Linked DNA regions of Rattus norvegicus: region 2 is linked to region 1. Evidence: chromatin contacts called from public Hi-C data. All regions are on one chromosome and are shown on one strand. Each heading gives the region's core, a stretch centred on a gene start, on an enhancer-like site or on the middle of the called end of the contact. The rest is flanking DNA. Distances are from core to core; before and after follow the strand shown.

The links. Hi-C and Micro-C count contacts between places; a contact is called where the count stands out from the background.
Region 2: a contact with region 1 is called in a Hi-C map of liver, with 3 times the contacts expected there. The contact joins the promoter of Gsr here to the promoter of Rbpms in region 1. A contact is called at or near these places in 2 of 12 Hi-C or Micro-C datasets (liver and mammary epithelial cells).

What each region holds. Positions count from the first base shown.
Region 1 is chr16:64,940,486-64,945,405 of GRCr8, forward strand. Rbpms (RNA binding protein, mRNA processing factor) reads left to right here and starts at 2,124. Exons shown (of 7, transcript NM_001271244.1): 1 at 2,124-2,478. The coding sequence starts at 2,413.
Region 2 is chr16:65,225,829-65,230,748 of GRCr8, forward strand. Gsr (glutathione-disulfide reductase) reads right to left here and starts at 2,147. Exons shown (of 13, transcript NM_053906.2): 1 at 2,122-2,147.

The DNA of each region.
Region 1 (4,920 bases), core at 874-3,373:
AAAATAAAATAAAAAAATCAGGTTCTACTTCTGGAGTTAAACCACTGTTTTCCTGGTGAGAGAACTACCCATACTACAACCATACAACCTTATCTACCTTCTTCTAAATGGGCTCCGACTGGAACCATTAAGGACGAGCTTGTCATTTTTTCTTGGATTCTTGCCAGGCCCCTGCAAAACAATGTCTCTCTGTGGAGTGTGTTCAGTAACAGGCAGGAATAGCCAAGGAGGGCAAAGGGCTGGTTCTACTGGCCGGTTCAGCCACCCAAGCCCACCACTCACTCATCGCTCAGGAAGACACTGCCCCCTGGTGGTTCCTCTTATAACTGAATGAAAAACCGGCCGAGCAAAAAGTTGCCAATCAACACAATCAATAAATCAAAACACGGACAAAGTTTCTGATCACTGCAGTTTTGCTTCTGAACTTTTCCGCCGCTGTTCCAAAGACTCTTGGTTCATTTCCTCCCAGGAAATATAGCACCTTTGTTCCTATAGAGAGCAGTGGCATTGCAACAGCAACTTAAAACATTCTTTTCCTTCAGAAACTTTCCCACATCTCCAGATCTGGTCAAAGAAAACTTAGCTGAAACCAAGTGTCACTATAGATCTTCACTTCGTAACGCCTTTAAAAGCAGAAGAACAGTGTTGCGTGTATCCTGCTTTTTATAATTTGAACCAGGACTCAGCGGTTATGTTGCCTTGGAGTTGTTTGGGGTATCTTGTCTCCACAACACCACTTTGAATTGCCTAAAGACAGGGTCCTTATCTTCAGCTCCCACCCGCCCCCTCCTCACCCCACCTCCAACCGCACTCAGAGCAGGGAAGGGTAAAGAATGTCGAGCAGGGAGAAAGAGATAAACATTTAAACCAAGCCATAAATGATAAGTCGTGATTGGTGCGGCAAGCCAGACTAACTTCCTCAGAGAGACAGGCACCATCTACTACTGAGCCGTGGGTTTTAAAGGTCTGTCCAAACTAGTCACGGTCTAGAAGCAGACAGGATCTATTGTTGGAAAAGTTCTGTAGGACCAGGAAAATGGGAACTTCCTTAATAATAATGCTAGCTTCCGCCTATTGTAAACCACAATTGTGCAAGTATGAGTTTAGGAGTGGAGGCTCGCCCCAGCTATAATCTCTAAAATCCTGGGAGATTATATATATGTATATATAATATATAATATTATCATCAGTGGGAGAATATGTATGTATGTGTATGAAAAAATATATATACATTTCATAGATGAGGAAATGGATCTATGTGGTCATCCAGTGTTGGATAATTGTTTTGCTTCTCCAGAGGTAAATGTCCTGACCTTTGAGGGGCTGTGAGGGATTTTCAGTTAACAAGTACATATTGAGGACCTACTACGCTCCAGAACTACACTCCAGGTAGCCTACTTAAGTTGTGGCAGAGTGAAAAAGATAAACAGGACGCAGTTTTGTATTCCAGGAAGGGGCTCCCCGAAGAGTGAAGTAAACAAAACGATTCCAGAACAGTCTGGTGCCGGCTGTGCGAGTCTGAACAGGGGCGGCCGGAAGCCTAGAGAGCGATAGCGGCCGAGGTTGGGGGGGGGGGGGGCCGGGGGAGGCTTCGCTGGACTCCGGCACCCTCAGTGGGGTGGCAAGCGGTCTCCTGCAAAAGCGAGGCTCGGTGGTGGGCTGTCCCACGTGTCCGTCACTTTTCGGCCCGGGAAGAACCGAGTCTTGTCGGGTACTACCAAGGAGGGTGGGTTTGGGTGCACATCCGTCGTGAAAAGCCAGCAAACAAAAGTAGTGCGCTCCAGTCCATGCGCCCCCGCAAAAGGCTTGCCCCCCACGCCCCAGTCCCCTCCTCAAGCCGCCAACCACCGCTGGTCTGCCCGGACGCCTAGGTCCCAGGGGTTGCAGAGAGAGGGGGCGGTCCAGACCCTTCCTCCTGCCGTCCCTGCGGCCTCCTGACCCCGGTGACCCCCCCCTCCCAACCCAGCCCAATACTGGGGTCGACCGCTCCGCCCCGCGCCCCTCCTCCCGCGGGGGGCTTCGCCGTCCGGAGCCGCGTCCCTCTGGGCTGCGGCTGGCTGCGCACGTCCAGGGAGGGCGGAGGGAGGAGGGGAGGGCTGGGAGGGGAGGGGAGGAGGGAGAAAGGCGAGAGAAAGCGCGCTGCGTGCGGCCCCGCTGCCCAGAGCCTGCCAGCTGCGCGCCCTCGGCCGCTCGGGTCCTAACCGCGCCCGCCGCCTCGCCTCCTCCGCCTCGGCCGCGTCCCGACTCCCGGGCTCGCCCGGCCTCTCGGAGGTCCCCGCCCGACTCCGCTCTCCGCTGTGCCGCCCGGCTCCAGCCCCGCAGCCCGCCCCGGGGGGAAGGTAGCAGCGGGCGAGCGCGCCCTCGCCTCCAGCCCCGCGCCCCAGCCCCGCGCGGCGACGAAGGACCGGGAAGATGAACGGCGGCGGCAAAGCCGAGAAGGAGAACACCCCGAGCGAGGCCAACCTTCAGGAGGAGGAGGTACGGAGGGGGACTGGTTGGGGGGTGCGGGGCGCACGGGCGGGGGGGGGTGGTTGTACCACGGGACGCGGCGTCCCGAGGGCTCCCGGCTGAGTCCACGCGCGTCCGCGTGCCTCCCATGATTGCATAAGTTTTGAGGACTTTCCCGAGACTTTTGTAAGTAGAATGCTCAGCTTTGTCTACCCGGGATGTTGAAAGCGGAATCGAGAGCTGACTCCCGGGTGACCTCAGATGATTGGGACCAGGGAGGGTCAGGACTTGGGTTCTGCGCCTTGCGGCTGGAAATTGGGAAGGAGGGAGGGAGGTAGGGTGAAGCTAGAAACTCTGGGAAAGTTCTCGGTAAAAGATACTTCCGACCCCAGCTCCCTCCCCTCCCTCCCTCCCTTCCTCCCTCCCTTCCTTTCCGTGTTAAAAGTTCTGGGTGAAATATCTTCTTAGCTGAGACATTTTGGATTAATAGATAACTCATCAGCCACATTCTTCTGCGATGAGTCCGAGACCCCCGCCGAACCTGGGAGATGTCGAATGTGGGGGTGGGGGTAGAATAACAAGGACTAAAAGCTTTGGGTTCACCAAAGCAAAGGTGCGTGGGGGGTGTTTTTTTAATAGGGGAAAAAAAAAACCCACAACTTTATGTGGCACACTCGGAATGATGATAGAAAACAATTTGCAGCTGTGGTGCGTTTCTCATTGAGAACGCCGGTGTGTACATGGGGGCTCGTGAATTTTGTCGGTTTTGTGATATCCTGTCTCGACTTCACTCCTGCTGCTAGTGGGTTATCTGGAGTCCAAGAAATTGTGTTTATCTTTTTTTAAGGTCTCCCAGAATTGAGTGCAGAAGCGGAGACTGCCCATCCCACTCTAATGTAAAAAGTGTTCTTAGAGGTAATTTACATCCTAATAAAGAGGATGAAAGCGACCCGAACTGACGTCCAAAGCAGTTAGCATGGTGACAGTATTTAGACACTTGTGCAAACTTAGACCGAGAGTGAAACCAAACATTGAAAGAGTTCATCCATCCACCCAACTCCCTGACCCGCGGGAACTATCCACTGGTAAAATGGGAACTGTTTAAACGGGGAAGACAGGAGAGATTAAACGTATGCGAATCAGTGCAAAATAGAGCATACCACACTTGGGAGGTGGTGCGCCCTAAATGAATGGGCTAGCTGAAAATCGCATCTCCACCTGAAGAAATTACCTATTTTATCAGCAAATACTGCTTCGGAAAGTTTCGCGTATGCTGTTTTATAACAAAGCAGGGGCCGGCAGCAAGTTCCGGCTGTTTTTCCGTTTATTTCCTGACCAGTTAAACTGTTAAAGAAATTGCTGGTGTTTAGTTTTGTTTTTGTTTTTGTTTTTTTTTTAATTAGCAGAAGGTAGCTCATTTATGATCAGTAATACCTTTAGCCTGCTAAAAGATAGTCCTAGGAAACCATCTTTTTTTCCTTTATCTGGCTCAGAAAAGTTGGAACTGGGAAAAACAATCCTACCAACAAGAAAAACACAATTTGGTCCTTTGAAAATGATTTTTGGGAGATAACAGAGCCCCATAGTTTTGTTTTTTGGTTTTTGTTTTGTTTTGTTTGTTTGTTTTCAAAGTTTTGGTACAGAACATTAGATTTGTCTCCAAGTCCCATACCCACTGGACTTAAAATTATGGCAAATCAGATTTTACTCTTGCCATCTCAGCTGAAAATGCTGGCCGCACTAAGGTCCTCTATTCCTGGTGATCTCATCTAGTAAGTAAAGGCCGGGCTGGGCTGGGCTAGTGCAATCTTCTGCCTTATTTACCTTGTTGCCCTGTGTTCCCAGTCAGGTAGGAGCAGCATGTGATTCTGGTAGGTGTTAACTCTTTCCTGGTACACACTCATTCTTGGAGAAATATGACCTAGCAGGAAGATTTCAGAGCTTTGATTGTGTGCTGGTGGGAGTGTGTAAAAATGTGTAAATTACAGACACTGTCATAAGTGACCTTTAGTTACTTGACCTTTGTTTCCAGTGAACCCAGGCCCATAGGCACACCAGGCACACACTCTGACTATTTTATACATTTTGATTATAAGTAGGGTCTCCCAGTCAGGCTTTGAAATTGCCTTCCGGCCTAAGAGTGCTAGGATTAAGGGCATTTATCACCACACCTGGCTAGGTAGCATAATAGAAATACAGGGAAAGAAAATTGGTCTGAGTGATCCAGGTAATTTTATCATAATTCTCTGCTCTCTGTGTATACTTGGTTTTTGAGAAATTCCTCCCCCTCCCCCTCCATGACCCTGAAAGCCACAAGTAAAACAAATAGAGTATTTGGTGAGTCCCATTAATGTGCTTGTCATTATAGAAAACCACAGCACTGGACCCATTCCCTGCCCACCCAGTGGATCAGCAAACTGTTCCAACACATTGGAGAGCCTTGGAGTGGACTCTAGTAAATAGAGCGCGCGC
Region 2 (4,920 bases), core at 897-3,396, 290 kb after region 1:
TTAGAGCACCAGCCAGTGTTCCTGAGGACCTGGGCTGGATTCCTGGCACCCACGCTGCAGCTAACAACTGTCTGTAACTCCAGCTCCAGAGGGTCCTGTGACACCCTGTAGGCACCAGGCATGCACGTGGTGCAAACATTCATGCAGGCACTCACACAAATAAACACTTGAAGAAAAAAAAAAAAAAAAGACCAACGGACAGACCAACCCCACTTTCTGGTTGGCTGTACTTGGTCTCCCCACTAGACTGCACGTTCCTTGAAGGAACTTCTGCAGAAAAATATTTCTGCCTACCCTTTCCCCTTCTGTCAGATTCCTCTAAGGACCTGAAACATGAACAAACGAAAGGCTCTGCTTCAGAAATCCTCAGGTTTCCCTGCGCGTGCTTAGAAATTACTTCCTGCAGTAAGTTCACTAGTCCAACTCCGGACAGACCTCATCACTGCGATCCTTGGGCAAATCTAACCCCGCTTCTACCTTTCCGCTACATTTTCCCTGATACTGGCTGCAACCCTCTTCCCTGCTTTGTAATTCAAAGCCAAAAGCTACTGTGAGGAGGTCCCCAAAGTTATGCCACTAAAACAGCAAAGGACATCTCAAAGACATCCATGCTCGGATGGAAATGGCCGCCGGCTGCAGAATGATGAACTGGGCAGGCCCGGTGGACCACTGGTCCCAAATGACGTCACTCTGGGCATCCTTTGCTTGCTCTCGGAAAAAGTTTGTCTTCACCTTTTTTCTAACGCCCCCAAGACAGGATTTCCCTGGCTGTCCTAGAGCTTGCTCTGTAGACAAGGCTGGCCTCCAACTCCGATATCAAACCCCAGCCAGCCCCTTCTTGATTAACGCCAGCAGAACCAGCAATGACAGATGTCACAAATCCGCGGTGATGTGATAAGGAGGGAGAAAAACAAAAGCCGAGGAGTGCAGAGTTGAGAACTGACAAACGCCCACCATCTGTGGAGGGGGAAGGGAGCAGGCGCCGCGCAACACACCCTTCCCTCTGCCTTCTGCAGAGATTTCCAGTTTTTCCAGACAAGTGTCAAAGTGCAAACCAATCATTAACAACGGCGCTTCCTTTCTCGTCACACACACGCACCGCGCTCATTTTCAGCCGTGGCATGCTCACAGCTCCTCATCTCTGGCTTTATTCATTTCATAACTAGCTGTTGAGCAAGGTATTTTAAGGCGACAAGCAGTACACAAATATCAGAACCCGCCCCTGCCCCTAAGGAGTTCCCAATTTAGTAGAATGTAAACGCCCTCAAAGGCATTTAGGGAAACTATCCCCAGTCCCGGGTGACTCTTGGATTTCAGCGTTTTCAATCATCAACAAGAACCCTGCCTAGATCTTGTGATAGGAAAAGGCCACACTAGTGTGGGTATGCGAGTGTTTTAAAAGTATGAAGTATGAAGTCTTGCAATCTAAAGATTTACTACCCTTCTCTTTTTCTCTTTCTTTCTTTCTTTCTTTCTTTCTTTCTTTCTTTCTTTCTTTCTTTCGTGTGTGTGTGTGTGTGTGTGTGTGTTTAATTTGAAAACCTGTCCCCCAATTTACAATAAACGGTATCATAAGGTCCTGAGAAACCCCTTAAGGATTCTCTTTGGAGGTAGCCTTGGCTGCATTTGGGATCAACTGAGTGTTTCTGAGTTTGCTAACCTCCGCGTCGCACCGCGCAGGAACAGCAGAACTTCAATTCTTCACCGGGTTCCTTTCAATGCGCAGCCAAAGTTGAGAACTACTGTTACCTATTTCTTTGCCCTTGAACTAGAAGATCAGACCCGATCCCACACCCCCATACACACTCCTCCATGCCAGAGCCCTCCATTGCTCCCCTCGCCCACGCCACCAATAGTTTCCCAGAGGCAGTCCTGTTTCCCTAGCTCCAGCGCCGGATGCGATACTCCCCCGCAGGCAGAGTTGCACGCCCGGCAGCTAAGCTTGGCTGAAGTCTTGGCGTTAGCACTGCACCTGTGCACACTGGCGGACTCGGTCGCGTTACCCTCTTTCCCGCCACCTCCTGGGACCGGGACCCGGGAGTGGGGAAGCACCCTGGGCGCCGCACGCAGAGGCCGGGAGAAGGTGTGCAGCCTTCGCGGCCCGAGGGCCCCGGTACTCACGCAAGTGCCGCCCAGCTTGTGACTCTCCACCACCGCGGCCCTGGCGCCGAGCTCGGCCGCCCGCCGCGCGCTGGCCAGGCCGCCCGAGCCGCCGCCGATCACCAGGTAGTCGAAGGAAGCAGCGGCGGCGGCGGCGGCCGGGGGCTGCGGCTCGCCGGGACTCGCCATGGCGCAGGTGAGCGCGCGCGCCGCCCGCCGCAGGCTCCAGGCCGCGCCCACGCCCAACGCCCGCGGCAGTAGCGCCATGCGCGGAAGTGCGAGCGGGGAGCGGGGTGCAGCGTCGCCGTGACTAAGCACCGGCGGCGGGCCGCGCCCGAGGGCCCCTGTCCCCGCCTCCCACCGGCACCCGCCCCGCAGCGCGTGGACCGAGACCGGAGACGTGCACGTTTTGTTTCCCGGTCCCCAGCCTCTCCGATTCCTGCAGGCCTTAACCCACGTTCCTCTGTCAGGGCACTTGCACTCGGAAGAACGACTGGAATAATGAGAAATGGTTTTTGTGATCCGTAGATGACGTTTAAAGACAAAGACTTCACATAAGCACAAGGCTGGGAGCCCCACAGCAAAGAACTGAGGAACACAACACAAGGCCGCTAGGCCCCACACTCCAAGCAGGATGTGAACCAGAATGCTATACAATTTATAAAGGCTTTTGGGTTTTTTTTGTTTTCCTTGTTTTCTGCCTAAAAAGTAACATGACTTGGGAGCTGGAGGTAGAAGGAACGTTGATTCAAGATCATCAAGGAAAAAGGAAGATTTTTTTTTTTCCTTTCTGGCAAAGTACCCTGTAATAAATGTAGACAGAATAACAGTTTGAAAACATTAGCAAGGTCACAGTGAAAGCGACTTTGTTAGGAACTACCAATGGTTGCTAAGATCACCGGGTTAAAGTTTGATGGGGATAAAGTTACACAGATAGGTGGAGTTATGTAAACACACACACACACACACACACACACACACACACACACACACACACACACACATCCCTTCTTGATCACAAAAGGGAAAAAAAGCAACTTTTCTGCTGGCACCGCCTCGTCCTAAAGATCAGGATAACATACTGCTAAGTAATGAGAAACGTGCTCTTGTGAGGCAATTTCACTTACGCAACCTTCCTGCTTTTTATAAAATAAAGGGGGTGCCGAGTGGCTCGGCAATTAAGAGCACTGGCTTCTCTTCCAGACAGCAGAGTTCCGCCCCCAGCTCCCATGCGGTCTCACAGCTCTGTAGCTCCAGCTGTCTGGCAGGCCAGTGATATGCGAACTTACTACATGATTTCAGTAGTCCAGTGTCGAGGCTCAGGGTGAAAACTGAAGAGACTAGAGAACGACTAAAGCTTAAACCAGAAGTTAGCAAGAAGCACACGGTACTGTGAGAAACTCTCCAAGGCAGTTTGTAAGGCCGCTTTGTTAGGAAACTGAATTTAAAATTGGCAGCGGTGGCTCATGACCTACATTCCTCCGCTAGGGAGGCAGAGTCGAACGGATCTCTGTGAGTCCCGGGTTAGCCTGGTCTACATGGGGAGTTCCAGGACAGCCAGAGCTACATAAGAAGGTCCTATAGCTATAGATGGATGGGTGGGTGGACGGATGGACGGACGGATGGACGGATGGATGGATGGATGGGTGGGTGGATGAGTAGATGGATGGATGGATGGATGGATGGATGGATAGATAGATAGATAGATAGATAGATAGATAGATGATGAAGAGAGGAGATAGATAGATAGATAGATAGATAGATAGATAGATAGATAGATAGATAGATGAAGAGAGAGGACTTAGACCCTAGAAGATGAATCCAGAGGAAATTACCGCTATACTTAATTCCTTTCATCTATTTGATGTCTAATTCAATGCATTTGAAAGGACGCTTTAGAAATGACTACCATCCTTATTCTAAATCTAAATATATGGTGTTTTTTAAGTGTGTGTACTATGAATGCACACGCACGTACGTGTGAGTGACTGGGTGTATGCATGCGGGGAACCAAGGACTGACTCTTCCTCAATCACTTGCCACCTTAATTTTCTAGACAGGCTCTCTCTCTCTCTCAGAACCTGGATCTCATCAATTTGGCCAGACTGGCTGAACAGAGGCTGCCAGGAACCTGCCCATCTCCTTTAGTCCCCAGCAGGGAGTTCCCAGTGCTGCTCCAGACAGACACTGGGGAGCTGAACTCAGGTCTCCATGCTTGTGTAGCAGATGCCTTCTCCTTGGTCTTTTTTCAAAAGTACCTTGCAACATTTAAGATAAAAAGAAAGCCAACCTGTGCTAGAGATAGGATTAGGAGTCTTCCTTGCTACAAAGTGAGTTTAAGACCAGACCTGGTCTCCAAAATAAATTAAGAAGGAAAACAAGAATAAAGAGACAGCCGGGGTGGCAGACTCTGTAATACCAGCTCTTTGGAGGCAGAGGTGAAAAGATCACAAGTTTGAGGATAGGCAGCAAGACTGTGTTTTAAAGTATGATGGAATGAAATGCTTTTTAATTCAAAGGGTCATAAGAACATGCCTCTTGGGGCTGGAGAGATGGCTCAGTGGTTAAGAACACCGACTGTTCTTCCAGAGGTCCTGAGTTCTATTCCCAGCAACCACACGGTGGCTCACAAACCATCTGTAATGAGATCTGATGTCCTCTTCTGGCCTGCAGACAGAACATTGTATACATAATAAATACATTCTTAAAGAAACAGTATCTTTAAAAAAAAAAAAAAGGAAAAAGAACATCCTTCTTAGCAAGCCTTAGGAGGCAGAGGCAAGAGGACCTCTGTGAGTTTGAGGGCAGCCAGGTCCACAG